Regions from separate parts of the Sus scrofa genome. Here all the other regions are linked to region 1. The links are chromatin contacts, called in public promoter capture Hi-C maps. All regions are on one chromosome and are shown on one strand. Each heading gives the region's core, a stretch centred on a gene start, on an enhancer-like site or on the middle of the called end of the contact. The rest is flanking DNA. Distances are from core to core; before and after follow the strand shown.

Region 1 (4,770 bases), core at 784-3,283:
AAGAAAGGCAAACACTCATCAAATGTTATTTCTTCTTATTACTACTAATTTAACTAAAAATAAGGGTTTTGGTATTTTTTTCTCAAGTAGGTTTCAGTCTATTATCTTCATTTCTTGATTGTTTCTGGGATTGTGATTCTGGTAACTTTGAGAGTGTGCAAAAGAATCCTCAGTTTAGATCTCTAATATAATTCCATGACCATTGATTTCAGCCTCAGGTATGTCCCCTTAGGCAGATGAGAGCCTTATTTGGCTTCTTGGCTCTGGTTCCCATTGTCATCTCATTCAATGGGAACTTCTTCCTCTTGTTTCCCAGCCTGTGGATCTTAGGATTTAAGGAAGTTTTCTAAACACACCTTGCCTCTTGCCTCATTCCTTACACTTCTCCATAGAGGAGAATCACATCCTGTTGTTAAGGCAGCCCTTGTTCTGTGTCTCTCATTTACGTGGAACCCATCTCTCAAAATTTCTAAGTGCAGGAATTTAGTCTTTCTCCTTTCTTTACTACTTAGACTAGTGGGAGCTAGTGACTTGAGAAGTGTTGTTCTTATGAAGATTCAAATTTTCCCTTGGAAGGAAGGGAGTCAGCGAGCCCATTTAACCTCTCCTACTAAGTTATCTTTCCACCCAGCCTTTGGTAAGAATTTTGGTTCCTCAGCTGTCAGTTCTCTTGTCTTATTTTTCAATGGGTTTAGAATTTGAATGGAGAAAAACAGTACTATTTATTGTACCCCTTTAAAGATTTCCACACTTAGGTTTATGTTTTGCTTGGGATATTCATTATTTTACTCTTCATCTTTTTTTACCTTCTAGCCATTTTTCAAGACCTAGTGAAACAGCAGTTTACATCAAATTTTCCAGCCCTCAAGGTTCTCTTTCATGAATGAAATCCTATAGTACTTATTGGACTGTATCATTCCTTTTGGAATTATCTTATATACATATAGAACACTCAACAGTATGGCTTCTTTTTCTAACTCAATTTTAAGTTTCTTAAGTGTAAGCAAGGGAAGTGTCCTAGATTTATGTTTTAACTCTTCACTAACCACAATTCTTTGTATATAGTAAGAGCTTAATAAAACTTATAGGATGACTATGCTTAAGGCTGACTTACTAATCAGGCTTTTATTTGAAGGACCAAGTTATAATTGATATGGCTTAGTGGATGGATGGTTCCTGAAGGGGTGATGGCAGTGGCTGATGAAATAAAGGGCAATGTGAGTGTGTCCCTGAGATGTATATCAGTGCAGGTCAGGAATACATATAGGTAGTAGAGCTCAATACTATCATGCGCTGTGTTTTCATTTTAGTAATATACTCCTCCATTTCCCTTACAAAAAGCATACGGAAAGCATGGTCTAATAGGTAGAAAAGCTAGAAGAAATGCAAGCAGAGGGACGTAAGGCTCCTGGCTGTGGTAGACTGGTCTGCAGAGTGTTTTGATTCTCTGAATTAGTCAAAAGATTGAAAAAAATAGCCACTACTACTAAAGGAAAAGAATGAGGAGGAAGGGTCCTGAAAATGCTATCTGAGCAATGAACGACAGTGAATGTTTTAAAGATCACTGAATTTAATTTATTCAACCTAAATGCATAAAAGTACAGGTGGGGACATTATTTATGCAGGTATATGCAAATCACTTTATAAAATAGGCAAAGCCCTTCTGCTTTTTATAAGTTGCCAAGGTGGTTCCTGATATTTTAAAAGCTATGCACCTTTAATGTAATTTCCTAAGAGTTGGAATCCCTCTGTCAGAATCACAGTCATTGTCAGAGCAAGTTTATTTTTTCTCTCTCCTCTGGGACATTTACAAGGCTCTCATAACCATCACAAAAGAGTGGTTTCCTCAGAGATGTGACTGGAAAAAAATCACTTGGAAATCGCTGAGGAGCAAGTCACAATGTTCAAAGCAGAGAACATAGGCTTTGAAAACATGAACCCATCTGACCTCTTGAATTTAGTACAGTGAATTCCTGAGCTCTGAAACATGGGGCCCGGCTGTGCATGCCATATTGGTGCTATAAGACTGGCAGTAGGTTGGCTGTGGCATGGTCTATTTCAAACTCCTTCACAGTGCCCAGTGTTGCATGTTCCCAGATGACATTTGGTTGGCAGAAGTTGGGCCTCCAAAGCTGGCAGTCTGGAATGCAGCCCACTGTGTTTTGACAAACACATAATTGACCATCTGATCACTAGCCTACGTTCTGCACTCAGGTCACTGAGGGGACCTGGGCTTTCAATAGGCCCCTACTCCTTATCTTGTTCATCTTCTCAAACCTTTCTCCAGAAAGTAATACAGAGAAGACTTAAACACACCCACACATATCCTCCTGTTTGCAAAAGGGAACACGGTACATGAAACATAAGCTGTTGAAAATGCCCTTTAAATTGTCCTGGCAGCCCAAAGTGAACAAGAGAAAAGCACACTTATGGTGAACTCTAATTCCGAAAGAAGGAACAAACATTCTGAATTGTTTCAACACCCAGCTCTGCATAAATTGCAATTCAGCTCAGTGGCTTGGAACTTCTCAGCAAAGGGTAGCAATGGGAAAATGATAGGAAACTGGGGCACTGATTGACTTTAGGGGGACATTATTAAGACATGGTTTCATTTTCAGGTGAAAAAAGAGAAAAGCAGGACACCATCAATGTGCTCTCCTTCTCTGCCTGCCGCTCTTTCAAGTCTCCCATGGACAAGGAGACACATCTCTGGAGACCAATAAGTCAGACTCAAATTGAGGTCTCTAGTGAAGGTCCCATAAAAGTGTATTTTGGCCTGAGGTCTGTCCCCACACAACACATATGCCTTTATCCTAGAAGGCAAGGATTACGCAAGCGGCCCAGTCAGGCTGGCATTAGGTCTATGTCGGCACTATCAATCGCCTCCCTCTCCTCTCCTCCCCCATTGTACAGTTCAGACCCTCAGTTTTCACCTTTGACCTGGTCCCCCCTTTCTGAGTCAGCCTTCTCTACCATCACCAGAGTGCTCTTTTTCGAAAACATAAACTACATAAAATTCTTCAAAGCCCCCCAAGCCTGTAACTTCAAGTCCAAACCCCTTTGCACGGCACACAGTACAAGGTTCTCCTTGATCTGCCTCCTGCCCATGTTCCATCCTTGTCCCTTGGGCTTCCTTTTCAATCACCAAGCTCCAGCCATGATCTGGAGCTCTGACTGCTGACCTCCTCAGTTTGTAAATGCTCTGGCTTTTTTCCTGCTTATGATCCCCCTTTTCTTTCCTCGCCCCCACATCCATCTGGCAAACTACAATTCATTCTTGAGAGTTTTAGGCCCAGTTTGGGCACCGCCTGCATGAAGGTGGGTATTCCTTTCTTGTTCCCCTCGCTACTTCTGGCTTGTGCCTCCATTCCAGTGCCTCTCAAGTGGGATGGCCTTTATTTACTATGTATCCCCCTATTGGACTGAAAGCTTCTTAAAAACGGAGAGTAGTTCTTATTTATCTTGTGTTCCAAGAACCAAGCATAATGACTAGCTTTCCATAAATGTTTGTTGACTGAAAACTGAATAAAGGGCTGCATGAGATAATTAATCAAAACTAAGCCAAGCTGCAGTATTAGCTTCTATAAGCCGGGTAGGAATCTACTAGCAATTTAATGAAGGCAGAAAACCCTGGCAGTAAGGCACCTTTGATGGTCATCACAGGGTAAAAGAAAGAGTGAGGGATAGAGGGAACGATGGAGGAATATGCGAGTGGAAACCACACACAGGGAACAGGGAATGTCACCGAGGCAGTGAATTTTCAGCCTTTTCAACATTTAGTTTTCAATACAGAAAGGTATTGTTCTGAAAATGAATCTGAATCGGCTGTAGAGAGAACCTGGTTTCTCAAATAGGGTGAGTCGGTGCTACCAGCTTTGAGGCAGCATGGCAGGTGATGGAGAGCTACTCTCTACCTCTGCTAAAGAGGAATGGGATGAAAAACTTTAGGAGGAACACCTGGAAGCTATCAGCGCCTATTGAGATCTGCGTCGAATCCAGATTGGAACTTTGGACTGAATGCAGTGCCGAGGAGAAAAGGTGGAAAGGCAGAATGCCGCACCTGTCTAGAGGAGGCGACTGAAGAAGCGCTAGGAGCCAGAAGCACCGGGGAGATAATGCTTTGATCTCTCCCCATAGAACTTTTCTTCTCCCCTCCCCGGACCTGAAGCACCTCGTCAGAGCCTCAAGTGTCTGTGGGGCACTTGAGGACAGCAGGACTGTCACAGGCCCTGTCACCCTTGAAATAAAGGCAGCCCCAGGATCTGGAACAATCTAAGCAAACATGAAGCCTGGCCAGGAGGGTGGGCAAAGGTTAGCGGGTACTCAAATGGGCTACAAGTCCATTCGCTCATCTCTGGTTAAAAACTTGGATCTCTCTAGCAGCTGTGGATTGACGGTTGATGTAGCATAGAATCAGTTTCACATTTTCCTATGAGCCAGAGAGAGCCTTTCAATTACATTTTTTATCTCAAAGGTCCCCCCTCGATTTCTAATCTGTGACCTAGGTCTCCAGTCCCCTGCTCTGCTGATGTCTGAGGCTTGCCCTCCAGTGCTGACGTCATAACAGCCGAGCCGCGCGGGCAGGAGTGCACGGTGCTGACTCATCCCCAGTGATGTGAGGATTAATCCTTGTCTAACACAGAGCTATTATGTGAACTGTTTTTACACAAAAGAACTGTAACAAAAATGATTTGCCAGTCAGAGGACTAGAAATATGCAGTGCTAGGTAACTGGAGGAGGGATGTGGAGACATAAAGCTGTAACCACAAG
Region 2 (4,770 bases), core at 878-3,377, 190 kb after region 1:
TTACTCAAAGACATTTTCCTCTATTCTTTGCTAATCAGATGGCTCCAACTATTTTTGATAATCAAGAAAATGCTCCTGTACAGAGGTCTAAGTTGTTTTGTTTTGTTTTTTACATCCAGGCAAACCCATGTGAAAATATCAGAGTATTCTAAATGACTCCCTGTATACAGAACCATACACCAAAAATAAGTGCTTGGCTACGGATAATTAATCACATTAAAATTAATTATAAAGAAACATTTTACATGGTGCAAAATTCATTTTGATAATCAGGTACACACAACCAAAACTGCCCATTGGAATCCACACTCAGCTATAACTCACGAATAGGGACACAGGAAAAATATGAATATACGTGTGAATATCCTGCTTAAAGACGAGAATATTCTGACGAATTTTCATTATTTTTCCACAAACAAATTTATCTAAGCTACAGGTTCTTCCAAGAAAAAAAATAGCTGAAAGGAAATGTATTTGTAAAATACTTTAAAAAAACATATGCTAGCTTAATCATTATTCATATTAAGACAACAAAAGATGTCCCAGTGTCATCATACATACAGATATATGATAACCCTGATGATCTCATTCAGTTGTCCCAACAGAGGGCCACATATTAAGGCAACAAAACCTGAAAAACCAGACCAAAAGCTCCTGGCTTTGATTTTTATCTTTCTGCACAAGAATTTTCCATACAAAAGGAATCTCAAATTCAATAGCTAACACATAAGAGAAAGTTAAACTAGGAAATAGCCTGAATCTTTTTTATAAAGTAAAGAAAAAAACTCACCTCCTACCTTCAGTAAAAACCAAATGAACCAATTTCACAGGGCCATACCATCTAGAAGTAAAGCGAGACCTAAAGAATGATACTGATCCCAAACATATGAAGAGGAAGAGCCTCAGGAGCTCCTACTCTGATCCACCCTCTCTCCTGCCCACTCTCACCTTTCTCTGCATTGAGAACACTCAGAGCTATCCCCACACTACCCCTCACATACCTGATCCTATTTTCTTCTAGCAGAAAGCTCACAATGTTTAATGCTGTGCTATCTAGCACTTTGTATCCATTTTAAAACCATCTGATAGGCAGAAACTAAAAAGGAAGAACAAAACAACCCCCCAAAGTTCTCCAACTTCCCTCATCAGACAAATGCTTGATTCCCAGAGGACCTCAGTCAGTTAAGTGAAACAAAATATTATAACAGGGAAGGAAGACTGATAAACTTCATACAAATCTCACTGTGTTGCCATTCGGGAAGGGAGTTACTGCAGTGAAAAAGTGAATGTGGGAAAGAAGTGAAGAGCTACAAAGAGAGAAAGAGTGAAAAAAAAGAACTTTTATTATACACTCGAGACTTAAAGGTGTTCCAGGGAATAGTGTGACAGAAAGTTTTAAATGAGAATTCCAGAAACTACAGATTCTTAAATGGAACTCTTGTTTAAGGGGTGGATTCTATAGGGAGTTTGAATTAAGTGTCTCTGCTGTAGCATCTAGATGTTTTCTCTTTCATTTAGCCTCTGGAGTTTGAATGTACTTTGTCATGAGAAAAAAACAGTAGAGCTTTATACAGCCCCCACAGTAAAAAGCAAGAGAAAACCCAGGTTTATATAACCAGCTTTTTACATAAATATTACATCAGGATACATTTCAAATGAAAACACACACATACACACACACAGCTGTCTTCCTTATCCTTTCTATTTTAAAATTCATTTCATACTTTAAATGTTGTTGATTTTTCACAAAATAAGTGAAAACCAAGTCAGAGTTAAACACCTCAGAATAATTTTAGCCCTATATTACCTGGAAAATTTACCACATCATGGAGGGTCACAAAATTCTGTTTTAAAGCCATTTAAGGCACTGACAATTATGGGATGTTTTGCTGCAGCCCAGGGCAACTAGAAATGGTCATGGATGTTAGCTAACTCCCTTCTCAACAGTCTGAGAAAAGGGAAAAAAAAACTGTAAGTTTTCCCCATCTGTTATTTCCTTTTTTTTTCTTTTTGGCTGTGGAAAAGTAAAATTATGCAAGAGCTTTTGAATGTAAAGGCTGTGTGTGCTTTTTCCCTTTTTGTCTCTGTGTACCGGTTATGTGATGTTGCGTAACTGAGTACAGAGTAGGCGGTTAGCGTTTACTATTGATTTACACTATGCCATCTAATGAATTCAGAACACCGAAAAGAAAGGAGCAGGAGGGGGAGGGAGGAAAAAAGAGAGAGAGAGACAAGCAGGGAGAGAAAAAAGGAGGAAAAAAATGGATGGGAGCAAGAGCTCATTTACAGAAACAATTCTACTGCCTGGAATAGTTTCATTCTTATTCCCTCTAGCTCTGACTTTCTGTTATTGTTCAGGTCTCAGAAAAATGGACTTGAGCTAGTGACCCCAATATTCCAATCTTATTTCTAATGAGGATTACTGGCAGGTGAATGTCTGAAAGTACTAATGTGTCAAATTACTTGAAAGCAATTCCACTAAACCATCAGACTTCTCCATATGCACCTATTTGTTATTCTCTTGATGCATTTGGGAATCAGTATCTGTGATAGCCCATGCTATGGTCCAACTAGTTTACCTAGTCAAAAATATCATTTGAAAGATACACAGGGATATCAACAGGACAAAGAAATGTGTCAATTTTGCCATCTCCTTTAAAAATTCATGAAGAAAGCATTTAGAAATCTTTGAATGGGTCACTATTTTACTTTGGAAGAATATATGCCACACATTATTTGGCTAAACAGAACAGCCCAATGTAGGAAAATGAAATAGAAATGGACAATGAGGAAAGACTCTAAACTGATGAACATGCTTGTAAACAAAATTTAAATACTTTCCTATACTGTGCTTACAGAGGGCATTTCAAATTTGACTTCTGATCTGGATGACTACTGACATCCCTAGTCCTCTGAGGCTTCCAGGGGCTTCCCATGCCATTCAATGAGTTCCCAAAGCCGAGGCTAGAAAGTAAGGACGAATTTGACTCTGCTGTTGAACAAGGACCATCCCGTACCTGAGTGTCCTCCTGTGGCTCAGAACAGTCATCAAAATGAGAAAAAGAAACAGAAGTTCTCTTCATTAGCAGCCAGCTAGAGAGCAAGGCAGGGGACTTGTACCCTTCCTGAATGTGTGTTTGTAAACGATGAATGGAAAAAAATCACAGGAGGTCATCCAAAGGAAGGAACAAGAGTTTGGGGTTTCAATTCTGATCATCCAATGACTTTCTCTTTTCACCCATTTTTGGCTTAGAAAATAATAAACAGATGCCTACTCCATCCATTTTCTGGGGATATTTTAATGACCAATGGCCATGTATATACATGGTTCATACCTAGGCACCTAGCAAAGTGTTTGGCACATTCTTTATGCTCAGCAAATATTTGTTGAAATAGTAAAATGATTATAGGAGAAATAAATATCTCTGCAAAAAAAGGATAGAAAAGCCTCAGAAAATATTTTCCAATGATTTACAGGAAATCTTAGGCTATACTTAGACTGCAGACAAAATAATGATGTAGGTAAAGTATCAAACAGTTATTTGGGGATCAGTGACTTTAGTTTCATTTTATTAGGGAAAAAAAGCTTAACAAAAATTGTAATACTGATAATATTGGCAAAGTTTTGTGTCCATTTCCACCAGCCCTTTGGACTATTTTTCATTTCAGTCTTGGGCACAGAAAAGCCCATTTTAATTTCCATGGACATATTCTAAAGAAAAAGTCATGGGAGAGCAATATAATTCATCTTTTAAAAAATACTGAGAAGAATGTAGCCATTTAGTAATGGGAGAGAATATAGCTTTTTGTTGAAGGGCAAGGCAGGTTGAGTTTTGATTAGGTTATGCAAATTTAAATTAATAGAAGGGCAACCAAGAATGTACTGATTTCCATTTTCTTGGTTAAACAGGAGTTTTAAATTTCTGGATTAGAAAGTCAGAAATGCTATCTTTCAGTTAATTGAAGAATAAGACCTTTAGAGAAAGAGTTGCAAGTATAAGCTCTCAAAAATTCCAGTTGAAGGAGTTCCCTTGTGGCACAGTGGGTTAAGGCTCTGACATTGTTACTGGATTGCGGCTATGGCAGGGCTTTGATCCCTGGCCTGGGAACTTTCACATGTCACAGGCAAGCCAAAAAGAAGAAAAAAAGAAAAATTCTAGTTGAAGATTTAAATAAAAATGTTTTTGGCAATGGTAGCCATAGTACTTTTTATAAAGTGGGACTGCAATCTTGTTAACTAATCTGGGTGGGACTAAGCATGTGAAACTTTTTTAAAGTTTTTTTTTTAATTTGATCATTAGTATAATCTAATCTAATTCAGCAACTCCATTCAATAAGCATCCTGACAGTACATCAACAAGACCATCCCACGTGCTATTGTTCACTGCATAGATTCTTAAAAGTGGATGAGAATGTGCCTGGCTCCATCATTTTAAATATGAAAATACATAAAGCTGAAGCTTATATGGTAATTTTCTCAAGGATGTATATTTTGAGATAGATCTGGGATTTGGACCTAAAGCTCAGAGTTCATTTCTCCACAGCACAAAATAAGTCAAAAGTTGCATAAAATAAATCATTTTAAATGCTATAAAGATTTCAAAATATTTTTTTAAAGCCAAGGAGTCCTTACATTATGTAAAATGTTCATCTCGGAGTTATAATTAATTTTCCATCTTTAATCTGAGTCTCCTCTTCATTCTCTTTTCTTTCTCCTCTTACTCTTTAGATCTTTGGATAGAGTCTCTTTTACTCTATTTCTCACTCATT
Region 3 (4,770 bases), core at 1,642-4,141, 130 kb before region 1:
GGGAGACTGATGCTTTGAAGTTAGACTGAGGTTGCTTGACAAGGGAGGAAAACAAGCAACTTCCCCTCAAATGAAGAAGGTGCCCAAGGTATGAGGTCTCTTCCCTGCACACAGCTCCAATTGGGGTGATTACTTGGCACACCTTTGGAGGCTGGGCATAAAAAGGTACTCACTTCAGAGGAACAACAATGATCTTGGGCTGCGGTCATGCTGTCAGTAGCAAGGACCACTGTGAAGGGTATGTCTACTCCTAATACAGTAGGTCAGGGCAGTCAGATGGACCTGGCTCAACGGCATCTTCGTCAGGTAGATAAGTAATGTCAATAATGGAGACCATTATAGACTAAGGGTCTGACTGACCCTTCCCTAGATTTCATGAATCTTGTATAAGTCTAGAGGGGAGAGGAGAGCTGTAAAAGTTGACTGAATTTCTTGCTGACTTAGGGGTCTTGGGTTTGATTTTCTATAGAAAAATAGGGAAATGTTTCTCGCAGCTGAATGTCATGGAATAGGTCTGAACTTCCTATTGTTAGTCCTTAACAGTATGTTCTTGATTATTGCGTCTTTTCATTTTTCTTCATTGTGCCTGCCTTACCTCTATGAGAAGACTCTAAACTTCCTGAAGGCTATGACCATGACCACAAATTATCAGATCCCTCACACTGACCAACATACTTCTTTCCACTGAGTAGGTCTTGTCTGAGGGTTTGTTTGCTCAGCTCTCCCCCTCACATCACAAAGGTGCTCACAATGTGTGGGGGCCTTACTGCTCCCAGGAGTATGCCTTTTCTCTGGGCTATGTCTGTAGGCTGAGCCCCAGGGGTGTTCCGTCCTTTCAGTTCTGGGTAATGTTCTTCTTCCTGTCCTTTATTACCATACTCCCAGTCATCTGGGACTTTCAATGTTCAGTATGAATTCAGGGTCTAAGGTAATTGGTTTTTCATGTGTTCACTGTATTTCCCACAATCTGTGCTCCTTCATTAATGATTTTGGACACATACCATACTGTCCTCATCTCTCTGCTTCCACTTCCCCCAAGAGACAGCTCATTAAGTCCTCCTATCATTGAAGATTCATTGGAACTTAAAGATGAGCCACACCTTGTAACTCAAAGTGAGAAGAGATGACTAATCTGTGATGTGATATAAAAATGATCGAGTCGGTGTTCCCGTCATGGCTCAGCGGAAACGAATCTGACTAGGAAATATGAGGTTGCGGGTTCCATCCCTGGCCTCACTCAGTGGGTTAAGGATCCGGCATTGCTGTGCGCTGCGGCACAGGTTGCAGATGCAGCTCAGATCTGGCGTTGCTGGGGCTCTGGTGTAGGCCAGCAGCTGTAGCTCTGATTCGACCCCTAGCCTGGGAACCTCCATATGCAGCAGGTGTGGCCCTAAAAAGCAAAAAAAAAAAAAAAAAAAAAAAGATCAGGCCAAAGACATGGAAATAACTTAAATGTCCCTCAGCAGAGGAATGGATAAAGATGTGGTGTATATGTAAATGTGTATGTACACACACACACACACACACACAATACTACTCACTCAACATGAATGGACCTACAGATAATCATACTAAGCAGTGAGTCAGAAAGAAAAAGGCAAATATCATATGACATCACTTATACGTGGACTCTAAAATACAACACAAATGAACATATCTGCAAAACAGAACAGACTCACAGACATAGAGAACAGACCTAATGGCTGCAGGTGTCGGGGAGGATTGGGAGTTTGGGATGAGCAGATGCAAATTGGTGTATATAGGATAGATAAACAATAAGGTCCAACTGTAGAGCACAGAGAACTATATTCAATATCGTGTGAGAAACCAAAATGTGAAAGAATATGAGAAATAATACAGATATATCTGAATCACTCTGCTGTACAGCAGAAATTAACACATTATAAGGCAACTACAATAAAATGAAAAATAAATAAATAAAAGTTGACAGTAAATTAGGAAAAAAAAAGATCAGGCCAAATTCCTACCACTCTTGCCTAACTTAGGGAAGCTAAACTGCTTGGTAACAGATGTTACAGAGATATCTATCAATCAGCTTTGATAAGGGGTATTTATATTTGCATAAACAGTGTCAGGGATTGTTTAGAATCTTTTCACTTGGTGGCCACTGGGTGTCCTCATTTACAAAGTAAATATGCAATATTTAGTGCAGGTCACCAGAGAGAATAAAAGGCTCTAGTTTTCTCTTTGGCCTTTCACATACTGGGTATAAATTTATTGCTGAACTCACAACCAGGTCACATATTAGTCATGTTTAAAAACCTTCAGGTCAAACTGTTAAGGTTTATAACCAAAAGTAACTTCGGCAGGTTCCAGACATGAATTTACAAGGCTGTTTCCTTAGTAGAGGGGACTGTGAGCCAGTTATTAGAATGAACCCTTATTCATTTGAAAATTGGCATGGGATTTTGACTATTTGCCGAGAGAGCCAGGAGAGAGAAGCAGAGAAGGTCTTAATTTATTCTTGAAAGAAAAGAGAACATCAACTATCTCCATGGGATATTTGTTAAATTCTGTTTTTATCTCAACTTTTCTGAAAACCAATTAAAAATAATAATGAGAAAGATAAAATATGTCCTTTGCTTGGGGAACCTGAAATAATGTGAAAAATAATACAATGAGCTGTGTCATATAATGGTTATCAATCATTTCATATTTCAAGACAAAGAATTGTTATTCCTTTGTGGACCAGTTATTCCACGTGCAAAAGAAAGATGTCTGTGCTTCACAAGGATGTTACAGGACAAACAGAATGTGAAGGCACGAAGCATTCCGAAGAAGAGAAACTGTATGCAAGATAGATTTAAGGCATTACTAATATTCTAATTATGGTTGAGTCACAGTTGTATGACTTGTTCCTGATGGCAGACAGAAGTCAAGGCCAGAGCTCCCAGAGCCAACAAATATTTACTGTTTCAGCCACACCAAGGCACTGTGTGTGACATACTGCTTGGCAATCACTTCGTTCTCCCTAAAGTGACTTTTTGCATGCTTAGGTTTGTCAGTGCTTCTAAATTTAGATTATATACATCTTGGATGAGATTATTTCCTTGCAGGGCCAAAAGGATTTCCTTCTCCCCACCTTGCAAATTCTCAAACTTGAAATACAGAACTGCTGAAGATATTAACAATACCTGCTTTAACTAGCTTTAACTTGCTTTTTAAAAGCAAAGTTAACTGTACTTTTTTTTCACTAGTGTATATCCCCGGATGAATAATTATTTCACATCATTTCAGTATATAAACTAGCAGTATGATTCGGTGCCATAGCTAACAATTTATACAGATATCAGGGAAACTAGGAAGGTCCGAGGGCCCTTCGTTGCCTTTCCGAGATGTTCTCTGGCTGACTTGGCTTTGCTTGACAGCCTTTTCTGTTTCTAAAGGACCACCCACCCATGCCTCTAGTACAGCCATTTCTAACTCTTAATCAACAGTTTAAATCCCCAATAATGCATAATAGCTGGGTCACTTTCACCCTGAGTGTCTTCTAAAGAATCACCATGTATTCAGAGTGTATAGAAGTGTCTCCTTTCTTCTACAGATTCTTAAATTCCTGGGATTTACAGCATTTGCCAGCTCTTTAATGAGCAGATTAATTTCTGAACTAATGTAACCCTAAGACACATATCTGCAGAGCCCTCCTGATTGTGTTTTACCCTAAAGCCTTTCTCTTTTCAGTTTCCTCAGTTTGCTCCTTTAATTTCACTTTTAGAACTTCTTGAGGCTCGGTGGCTGAGCCACACAGCACAGGTCTTATCTGATGTGCCGGCGCCTGGTGTGGTCTAAGACACACTGGTGTTTTGTTCTTGAAGTACAAGACTGATGTTCTGAAACCTAGATTCCAACACAAAGGAGATCATTAGCTTGTTTTGAGTGTCTCTTTTCTTCTCTACCGTCCTTCCCCTACCCTCTCTAATACTTCCTTAGTCCTGTGCACTGGCAGCAGATGGCAACCATATTCCGAAGCTGAGTTATGTACGAAATCGTGCCACGGAGAACAGAGTGGCTTCAAAGTTAGCTTTCTATTCAAGTGGGATGGCAGAGACTTCTGGAGGGGTGAACTCATCCTTCGTTCATTTAATCCACTATGCATTCAGCCAGGAATTTGTTATTCGACACATCTTTCTACTGTCCAGCTAGTTGAGGGAGGGTGGGTGTGAAGAACTCTCTTGAGGGCCCTTCCAGCAGGAGGGCACCAGGATTCTATGCCAACCTCTTGTTTCCCTAGGCTGTGCCTTCTGCAGATCACATCCCACCATTCCCTTGAGGGGAGCTTGGGAGCACTGGGTGTGGGAGGATTTCTCAAGAACTGTCTCCTTGCTAGACTGGCAGTCACATGCTGTATTCCCTAGGCAAAGCTTAGACCAGGGAAAAGGGTGAGACAAGGAGGAGGGTGTAGGGTTGCAGCAAACTGTGCAGGATAGTACAGTGATGGGAAGTCGGAGTGGGGAAAACCTTTCCTTTTTTGTTGTTTCAAGGTTTGCTGGAGCTTTCATCTAATCATCTGTTTGAGCATCTTGAAAATAAGTGTCTATTTTCATGATATCTATCAAAAACAGGCACCAGATTATCCTACAAAGTCGACCTTAACCCTGCCATATTGCTACTAGAATCAAAACATGTAGCAGCCTACATCCAACAGAAAAGTGATTCTGTTTTCCTAGCATAAAAATCAGAGGGTATCTGAGATGCACTCTGTTTTGTAGGTCTGCTGAATGAAAACAATTAGGTAAAAAATCAGTATCG

The links. Promoter capture Hi-C pulls out the DNA fragments that hold promoters and counts their contacts.
Region 2: a promoter capture Hi-C map of liver shows a contact between it and region 1, with 2.6 times the contacts expected there. The contact joins two enhancer-like sites. A contact is called at or near these places in 1 of 5 promoter capture datasets (liver) and 1 of 2 datasets of contacts at active chromatin or transcription factors (skeletal muscle).
Region 3: a promoter capture Hi-C map of liver shows a contact between it and region 1, with 2.8 times the contacts expected there. The contact joins two enhancer-like sites. A contact is called at or near these places in 1 of 5 promoter capture datasets (liver) and 1 of 2 datasets of contacts at active chromatin or transcription factors (skeletal muscle).

The regions. Positions count from the first base shown.
Region 1 is chr13:145,482,669-145,487,438 of Sscrofa11.1, reverse strand. All of the region lies in intron 5 of ZBTB20 (zinc finger and BTB domain-containing protein 20), which reads right to left. Among named protein-coding and RNA genes, the nearest start is that of DRD3, 280 kb to the left of the region's middle. Within about 2 kb of position 2,033, at least 9 of the 83 cell types and tissues checked have an H3K27ac peak or open chromatin away from gene starts, as enhancers often do. A contact at or near this core is called in liver and skeletal muscle, where this site is marked.
Region 2 is chr13:145,293,263-145,298,032 of Sscrofa11.1, reverse strand. All of the region lies in intron 3 of ZBTB20 (zinc finger and BTB domain-containing protein 20), which reads right to left. Among named protein-coding and RNA genes, the nearest start is that of ZBTB20, 440 kb to the right of the region's middle. Within about 2 kb of position 2,127, at least 8 of the 83 cell types and tissues checked have an H3K27ac peak or open chromatin away from gene starts, as enhancers often do. A contact at or near this core is called in liver, where this site is marked.
Region 3 is chr13:145,615,057-145,619,826 of Sscrofa11.1, reverse strand. The region is part of intron 8 of ZBTB20 (zinc finger and BTB domain-containing protein 20); the gene reads right to left. Among named protein-coding and RNA genes, the nearest start is that of DRD3, 150 kb to the left of the region's middle. Within about 2 kb of position 2,891, at least 21 of the 83 cell types and tissues checked have an H3K27ac peak or open chromatin away from gene starts, as enhancers often do. A contact at or near this core is called in liver and skeletal muscle, where this site is marked.